Regions from separate parts of the Mus musculus genome. Here all the other regions are linked to region 2. Evidence: chromatin contacts called from public HiChIP or PLAC-seq data. All regions are on one chromosome and are shown on one strand. Each heading gives the region's core, a stretch centred on a gene start, on an enhancer-like site or on the middle of the called end of the contact. The rest is flanking DNA. Distances are from core to core; before and after follow the strand shown.

Region 1 (2,700 bases), core at 104-2,603, 2.6 Mb before region 2:
CTGGGCAGCATATTCTCCCCAGTTAGTGTCCCAGGAACTTTGACAGGCCAAGGCATAGGAACTCAGTAAGTGTTTACCAGTGAAGTGTGTGTAGTTAGGTTCTCATGACTATGCCAGGCAGCACTGGGGGAAATAAAGGCAACCTTTACCTCACAGTCAGGATTAGCAATAGGGTGGGTGGGATGCCCTATGGTGTCTAGGGCTCATGGGCTGAGGACCCCAAAAGTCCAGGGTCCTCTGCTGCCTCCGCTTGGACTTCCTGACAGGAGGGGCATGGCCAACAGTTGTCACAGGCACCCTGATTCCTCTGGGTCAGTGTCCCCAGGAACATGTCTAGGACCAGGTAGTGCTATATACATACACCCATGTTTGATTCTAGGTCCCCATGTTCCATAAGGTGACTAAGACAGGAAAGGAAGCCACTGAGTCACCCTGAGAAGCACCCACCCAATCCAGAGAGGCTCCAGGCTACCGTGGCCTCACCTTGCTCACCAGCAAGGGGCAGCCTCCTCTCCCTGGGACTCTACCCACATGGCCTGGCTCAGAGGCTGGAGAAAATAACTTTGTCTGGTTCCCTTGTCTCAGAACAGCTCAGGGCAAAGCTTCTCTTTTCCAGCAGAGATTTCTCTCCCCAGGGTTTAGCTCACCAACCCCAGGACTGGGGTGCTCTGTGTGATTGAAACCAATATTGACCCAATAACTTAACCAGCAGCCAACACAGGCCGCAACTGCGGTGGACTTCTGCATAGACAGGCCTTAGATCACATCCAGACAGGCTGTTGCTCTCTAGGAAGCCAGGTTCAGGACACACAGATATGCCCTGACCTTGACCCTGGGGTTATCATGGCTTTGTACGTGCCTGAGCCTTTGGAAGCCAGATAGGGCTAGGTGTGGTCACTGACCCTGCTTCCACAGGATGCTCCTTAGAAGTGACTTCCACATCATCCCAGGAAGACTAAAACTCCATGTGAGACATTCCTGTCCTCTGTGGTGATAGGAACACTGTGTCCTGGTTGTCCCCTTGTCAGCGTTGGCAGAGTCAGAGTCCATGGCACGCTGTCTAGGGGACTATCCTTACCTAGTGTTTCCCATGGCTCTGGAAATAGCTGGGGGCTGGGCGTGTCGTGAGGTTTGAGCTGCCCTGACCCTTGCCCATCCCTTCCTTGCTGTGAACCTTCCTCACGGACAGCTCTAGGTGCTGAGAGCCCAGGGCAGGCTGCAGCTCTGTGAGGTGACATAGCTCCCTGTGATCTAGGGGGTAGGACCCCTGAGGAGTTTCCCTGCGGAGCTGGGTTGGTCTCTGCTGTTGTGAGTGGGCAGAGCTGGGTCTCAGAGGGATAGCTTAGCTTGAGGTGGAATGTGAGCCTGGCAGCTCTGTGAGACACCCTGTCCATGGGGCTCTTCCACACCAAAGCCCACCACTGTGCTAGTTAGCAGCCAGCCCTGGATCCTGGGCTGCAGCTATAAGCAAGCCTTATTGCTCGATCTAACTACCTGGGCTGACACCCCCATTTGCTCATTCCCATTTACAGTGGGCGAGCCCTCCAAGGCTCTCAGGTAGCCTTCACTTCTCTTCTGACCCCCCCCCCCCCGCCCACACCATCTGCCACCCTGTCTGTCCCTCTCTGCTCAAGCCCTACCCTCATTATCCCTAGAGGGCTGTTTCTGACTGCCTTCCTGCTGGGCTCAAGACTGGCCAGGCCAGGGCTGAGGGTTGTCACTCAAGACTCCCTTCTGGCTCAGCCTTAGCTGTCTGTTGGGGACCAAGGTGGGAACTGAGCACAAAAAGGCAGTGTGTTCCCCCCCTTACTTTTCCTCATTTTTTTTCTTTCCCCAATCCCCCATACCTGTAATCGGCTCCTTTCTTCTTTCCTCTTTTAAACCATGCATTATAACTTTGAAACCAAAAAAAAAAAAAAAAAAAAGGCAGTGTGTTGAGGGCAGTAGCCCTTCGCCACCCCAACCCTGGCTGTGTTATGCTACGTGATGCTGAGCATAATGGAAGTAGCAAGATAAAGGGGTGCTAACTAGGACCCCTCTTCTCATATCAGTATGTAAAAGGTAGAAGGTTCAAACCTCTTGTTGTAGGGCTGTGACATGCGTGAGTTCTCTCAGAACAAAGGGCAGTCTTCAACGACTTTGACCTTAGGCTTCGAAGTCTGCAGTTTTAGGCTGCCCTCCTCGGTCAGCTCTTGGCTTCCTCTGCCCTCCGAGCTGCCAGGTTTTCTGCCCGACACCCCTCCCCCAGCCATCTGTAGGCTGGCTCCGTAGTTTCATCCAGAGCTCAACTCTGATCTGGCCTTCATGGGGGTCTTTCCAGGCATACCACACCCCGTTCCCAGACTTCTTGCTACACTGAAGCTCCTCTGTACTGAGGTGGCCTGAGGGCTGGCACGCCTCTATTCTGCTGCTGGCACCTCCTGGAGTCTTTTTAGCCTTTCTGTCTCCCAATCCTGTTGACTGAATCAGATGGTGGTGTGTGCCCCAGGGGGTCCTGTGTGGTGGTGACTTGGCTGAAGGGCTTTTGCACAGTTATTGAGCTCAGGAAGAGCCTTCACCTATGGTTTGCCCCAGTGAAGAGCCCCCCTCCCCTAGCGTGTACCCCAGAGGAGGGCTAGGAGGAGCAACTGATGTTCTCACCGACAGCAGACAGGGACCAGATTGCACTGTCAGCTGAGCGCTCGGCAAACTTGAGAAAGT
Region 2 (2,700 bases), core at 155-2,654:
CTCTACCCTGATTCTGAACCTATGACAAGGCTGTTGTCACAAAGAGGGAAAAAAAGAGACAAGACACTCCTTCAGTCAGTAGTACACAAAGGACTAGTGTGGCCGTAGCAGAGGAGATGTGGGTAACACACATGGCTTTTCCTGGACTAAGACCCAACTCAGTCCTGCTCTGTAAAAAGTGAGAGGCACAAAGACCACCAGACATGTCTGAGTGCACCAACATAGACGCAAGATGGACTACTGACAGACGCTGCGTGTGTGTAAATATGTTCACATGGACTGTTTATACATTGTGAACATCATCCTAGCTCAAGTTCTTGCACATACATCATGACCAAAAGGAAACTAGGCTGCAGAGTCCGCAGGTCTCCCCAGACTCTAGGAACATTGACTGCAGGACTTAAATTAGTGAAATAGCCAAAAAATTATTTAATCTATGCGAAGATAAAACCAAAGGAACAGCAGGGCCAACAGAGACACCTACCATAAATGAGCCCTGCCCAGACCTGGTAGCTGGCCTAGGAGACTCATTAGCGCCCTGTCTAAACAGCACTAACTTAGCAGTGGGACACGACAAACACTGTCCAACTGGCTTACAGTCACCGCAACAAAAACCACCACTCAACTTCTCAAGCCTCCTTTCTTCTGTTTTGTGCTTGCTGAGTCCAGGCTGGCCTCAAACTTGTAATCCTCCCTCCTCAACCTGAGTGCTAGACCTGCAGGCTCTGCTGGTTGGCTTCTCTTTCAACAGGGCCAGTATTGCGGTTTGTATATGCTCTGCTTAGGGAGCGGCAATGCTAGGAGGTGTAGCCCTGTTGGAGTAGGTGTGGCCTCATGGGTGGGCTCCTAGCTGCCTGGGAGTCAGTACTCTGCTAGCAGCCTTCAGAAGACGTAGAACTCTTAGCTCCTCCTGTACCATGCCTGTCTGGATGCTGCCATGTTTCCACCTTGATAATGGACTGAACTTCGGAACCTGTAAGCCAGCCCCAATTAAATGTTGTCCTTAGAAGACTTGCCTTGGTCATGGTGTCTGCTCACAGCAGAAAAACTCTAAGACAGGTGGCACCAGGGACTGAGATATTGCGGTAATAGGCCTGACCGTGTTTTTGCTTATAAGAATGTAGGTTGGGGAACTTGGGATTTGGAAGGCCACAGAATGTTTCAAGTGGGGCTTCATGGTCTATCCTAGCTGGACTATGGAACACTTTGTTGCTGTGAGTAATCGGAACTGTGTAGACCCAGCACAAGAGGTTTCAGTGAGGAATTTCAGTTATGTGGTCTAGAGCCTTGTTTTTGTAGTTTGGTGAAGAAGTAGCTATTTTTGCCCTTGGCTGAAGAGTCTGCCTGAGGCTAAGGAGGCTCAGGTTAATTACAATGACAAAGGAAGCCTTAGAAAGGCCCATCGTAGACTTTGTTCTCAGGAAGAGCATGTGAATAAGCATTGCAAGGTTAGAAAGGAATACTGGAAGTGAATGGAGCTGAATGTGTTCAAGGACATTAGTTTGAATTAAGGGACTAGTGACCTTGGGGCAAGATCCCACCCAGTTAAGTTTTGGTCTATACTGGGCAGAACAAGCTTTTTAATTCCTGGAGGCAAAGGCAGGCAGATCTCTACTTTCAAGGACAGATCAAGTTGTAGGTGAAGAAAAGCTTAATTCCGGGCGTGCTGGTACACACCTCTAATCCCAGGAGTCAGGCTTGCATATCTCAGAGTTCTGAGCAAGATCCCCACGTGACAAACTTAGGCCTTGAAGGAGCGCGAAAGCTGGAAGCTAGTGATGACGCAATAGAACTAGGGGCCATGTTCCAGCTCCAGCAAGCAGCTTCGGCCATGTGTCTCTGGCTTTATAATCACGAGGAGAAAGACTCCTGGGACAGCTGATGCTGGTTAGCGGGAGCTAAGGCATTAGCAGTGATTAAGAGACCGGCAGGGCTGGAGAGATGGCTCTGTGGTTAAGAGCACTGACTGCTCTTCCAGAGGTCCTGAGTTCAATTCCCAGCAACCACATGGTGGCTCACGACCATCTGTAACAGGGGCCCAATACCCTCTTTCTGGTGTGTCTGAAGAGAACTGTGTACTCATATAATAAATAAATCATGACGACAACCAGCATCACTGGAAGTGTTTTCTGAGCACCAAGAAGCTGTGTTCCAGAGACAGCCAAGGTTGCACCTCATGCTGCAGCTATGCTGGGTGACTGCAATGGTCCCCCAGGTGGCACTGGCCTTGAGGCATGAAGGGGCCATGAAGAGCAGCTGAGGCGGAAGATCACTGATCAAAGTGCAGCCTCGGTTGCAGATGATGGCCCAGGACTGAAGGGGCCATGCAAAGGAGTTGAGGCTTGGCACCATGAAGAGAGCCTAGAGAGGCTCTAGTTGCAGCGGAAGCCCCCAGTGTATTGGAGATGATGGCCACCAAGAGCAGCAGCGGCAGTGGAGGGATCAACCTGAGCTTAGAGCTACCGAGGGCAGAGCTGGGGAAGTGACGTCACCTTGGAGAGGAGGCCCAGACATTAAAACAAGAAGCTGCCTTGGAGATACCAGAGTGGTAGTTGGACTATCTGCTAAGGAAAGCTGCTATGCTACCAGGGAGTAGAACCAGCCCAGGAGAAAGAAGTTTGTTGCAGTCAACAAAGATGAAAAAGGAATAGAAGATCTGAAGACATCAGACATGGAGATGCAGAGCCCAGCTGGCTTCCT
Region 3 (2,700 bases), core at 76-2,575, 2.7 Mb before region 2:
AGCTGGTACTCAGCCGCCTCCTCACGGTCCACCACAGCCCGTGTGCGCACGACACCTGATCGTGCGTCTATCTCAAAGACACCACCTGCGCCCTCCAGCAGACGATAGCGCATGTTTGCGTTGGAAGGGGCATCCCCGTCGGTGGCACGGATGGTCAGAACCTCATAGCCCACCTCCAGGTTTTCTCGAATTCGCTCTCGATACTCAGACTGCTCAAAGACTGGGCTGTGGTCGTTAGTGTCACTGACAGTTACGGTGAGGTAGGTGGCAGCTGAGCGCCTCGGGGAGCCGTGGTCCACAGCACTAACTTTGAGTACATGAGTGTCCTTGGTCTCCCGGTCCAGGGAGCGGGCTGTGGTCACTGCACCCGTGGCGGCATCGATGAGGAAGTAGCCATTAGAGCGCTCATCGAACAGCGCCTCCATCTGGTAGCTAAGGCGTCCTGCATCGCCTTCGTCTGGGTCGTGCGCGCGCAGTTCGATGACCGCAGTGCCCGCAGGCTCATTCTCAGGCACTGACACCTGGTAGCTGGGCAGCGGGAACTGCGGGCTCGTGCTGCTGCCCGTGCCCCGCCTAGACCGTCGCACCACCCCCGCCCGAGGTTGGGACAGGTTAAGCAACGATGGCGACACCGAGGGCGACTCTGAGGGCGTCCCAGAGGTCGCCTCTATTACCAGCTCTACCCAAACGGCGCCTGCCGCGCGTCCCAGGGCGCACACCAGACGCAGCTCAGCTGAACCTCCTGGCCGCAGGCAAATGGGTCCGCGCCTGCAGCCGGTCCCGGCGACCGGCGGGCAGCTGCAGGCGGGGAAGTTGGTGATGGCCTCAAGCACCGAAGTCAGCGAGGCTGCGCCGCCGCCTGCGGCCGGGAAGCAGAGCGCATCTCCAAGTCCAGGAACTGAGCGGACGGCCGGAGAGCGCAGCTCTGCACCGCGGGCCGAGCGGCGCAACAGCCGGACCCCACAGCGGGCACCATAGGCGCGTGCCCTTAGTACCAAGCTCGGGGCCGTCGGGGCGCCGCGGGCGACCAGCCGGACCTGCAGCGGCAGCAGCCTCCCGGCCAAGCGGGCACAGCCCAGAGTCCCCGCGCCAAGCCCAAGCCTCCGACCGGCTGCTGGCCCCTCGCGGCTCACGTCCAGCAGCTCCCGAGGCGTGCGCGTGGTGTCCAACCTGTAGCTCCAGCCGGGTCCGAGAGCGAAGGCGCGGGCCCCGCCAGGCACCCGCAGCTCCCAAGCGGCTGCTCCCAACTCCAGGGCTGGCAGGGCGGCGGCGGCCAGCAACACCAGCGCGGGCAGCACGCGCGGCGATGACGGCGCCATGGCCCGGAGCCGCAGCCCGAGCCGGGCGCCGGAGCACAATCCATGCACCCGGCGCACCTCCGCATCCACCCGGCGCGGCCGGGGGGCGGCTCCCGCGCGCCCAGCGCCGGGCCCTCGGGGCGGCCCGCGCTCTGCCTCCCCGGGGGCCCTGGCGAGGACACCGGGGGCCGCGCGCCCGGCCTCCCGCTCAGCTTCCACTTCGAGAGCACTTTGCGAAAGTTTGCCAAGTTGGTTTCAAGATGGCTCCTCCGTGCGTCCCGGGAGGGCGCCGCGCATCAACCTGCAGCAGCGCCGGCTCCAGGCGGCTCCAGGTGGCCCCAGCACCGACTCTGCTGGGCGGGCGTGGGAAGCTGGGCGGGCCCGGGGCGGGGCGGGGGCTGCGATCACCACACCGCCCGCAGACCCTGGCGACGGATTGCTGGCTAGGCGGTGTGCTTTGCCAGCGCCCCCGCCACTCTCTCTCTCTCCCCGCCCCCGGCCCCGCCCCGCCCCCTCCCAGTGGCTCATTGTTCAGCCCTGGGAGGGGGAGGATGATGGGGAGGGAGCCAGCCAGGAGGTGCGCGCCCCGATGATCTCCATGGAGACGTGGGGGCGCGGCCCTAGCGGGGCCTGGCCTCCAGCCCCTTCCCTTTCGGTCTTGGCACCCAACATCCGCAGAGGACCGGGCCCTGGGAGCGTGGCGCTCAACTACTGCTCTAGAGTCCCGGGCCGCGGCTGCTAAAGAGTCCCTCGTACAGTTTCCTCTGGGCCGAGTGCTGTTCAATCCTCGCATTGCACCTGATAGTGCAGATCTATGAGTAAGCCACCCCTGGCGTCGAGAGAGTTAGATCTAGAGTTCCAAGATACAGAGGTGCTAGAAAACTTCGGTAGAGTCGTGGCGGTGGCAGGGGACTGGGAGACTGTTAGACTCCAGCCTCGCGGGAGCTCAAATGCTTAACTCCAAGGAGTTCCTTGGATTTTGAAATCTCATGGGCAGTTAACCGGATTCGGGTTCCACTTTGTTTAAAGTGCAACATTTAAATTGGAAAGAAAAATAATGTAGTTTGGAGGTGACAGTGGGAGGGGCCTTGTTCCCCAGAACATGCTGTGGGGCCTGAACATTGGTGGAGGAGACCGTCTGTCACCAAACCCCTAGTTACTGCCCATCAGGGGACAAGCAAACACTGAGGGGGCAGGATCCGTGAGAACCTGGGGAAAACCAGAAGGGGGCTGGAGAATCACTCTCGCCCTGCGTGAAAGGGTGGGGCGTGGCTTCAGAGCCGCAAGACCGAGCCTAGATTCCAAAGGAGCACACCTTAAAGGCGGTGCTTCCGAACTAGGGAGGGGAGAGGCGGACCTTTGCAACATTTTCCCCACCTCCTTGAAAGGGGCCCAAGCCCAC

Evidence for each region. HiChIP or PLAC-seq counts read pairs in DNA pulled down with a chosen protein or histone mark.
Region 1: a contact with region 2 is called in an H3K27ac HiChIP or PLAC-seq map of epiblast stem cells, with 12 times the contacts expected there. The contact joins two enhancer-like sites. A contact is called at or near these places in 2 of 115 datasets of contacts at active chromatin or transcription factors (embryonic stem cells and epiblast stem cells) and 1 of 9 other capture datasets (embryonic stem cells).
Region 3: a contact with region 2 is called in an H3K27ac HiChIP or PLAC-seq map of embryonic stem cells, with 5 times the contacts expected there. The contact joins the promoter of Celsr1 here to the enhancer-like site in region 2.

What each region holds. Positions count from the first base shown.
Region 1 is chr15:86,115,643-86,118,342 of GRCm38.p6, forward strand. All of the region lies in intron 3 of Gramd4 (GRAM domain containing 4), which reads left to right. Among named protein-coding and RNA genes, the nearest start is that of Gm15722, 26 kb to the left of the region's middle. Within about 2 kb of position 1,354, at least 31 of the 459 cell types and tissues checked have an H3K27ac peak or open chromatin away from gene starts, as enhancers often do. A contact at or near this core is called in epiblast stem cells, where this site is marked.
Region 2 is chr15:88,707,612-88,710,311 of GRCm38.p6, forward strand. All of the region lies in intron 6 of Brd1 (bromodomain containing 1), which reads right to left. Among named protein-coding and RNA genes, the nearest start is that of Gm41377, 25 kb to the right of the region's middle. Within about 2 kb of position 1,405, at least 40 of the 459 cell types and tissues checked have an H3K27ac peak or open chromatin away from gene starts, as enhancers often do. A contact at or near this core is called in embryonic stem cells and epiblast stem cells, where this site is marked.
Region 3 is chr15:86,032,452-86,035,151 of GRCm38.p6, forward strand. It overlaps Celsr1 (cadherin, EGF LAG seven-pass G-type receptor 1), which reads right to left and starts at 1,326. Exons shown (of 35, transcript NM_009886.2): 1 at 1-1,326. The coding sequence starts at 1,319. Gm34764 (a long non-coding RNA gene) reads left to right here and starts at 1,802. Exons shown (of 3, transcript XR_384307.4): 1 at 1,802-2,116.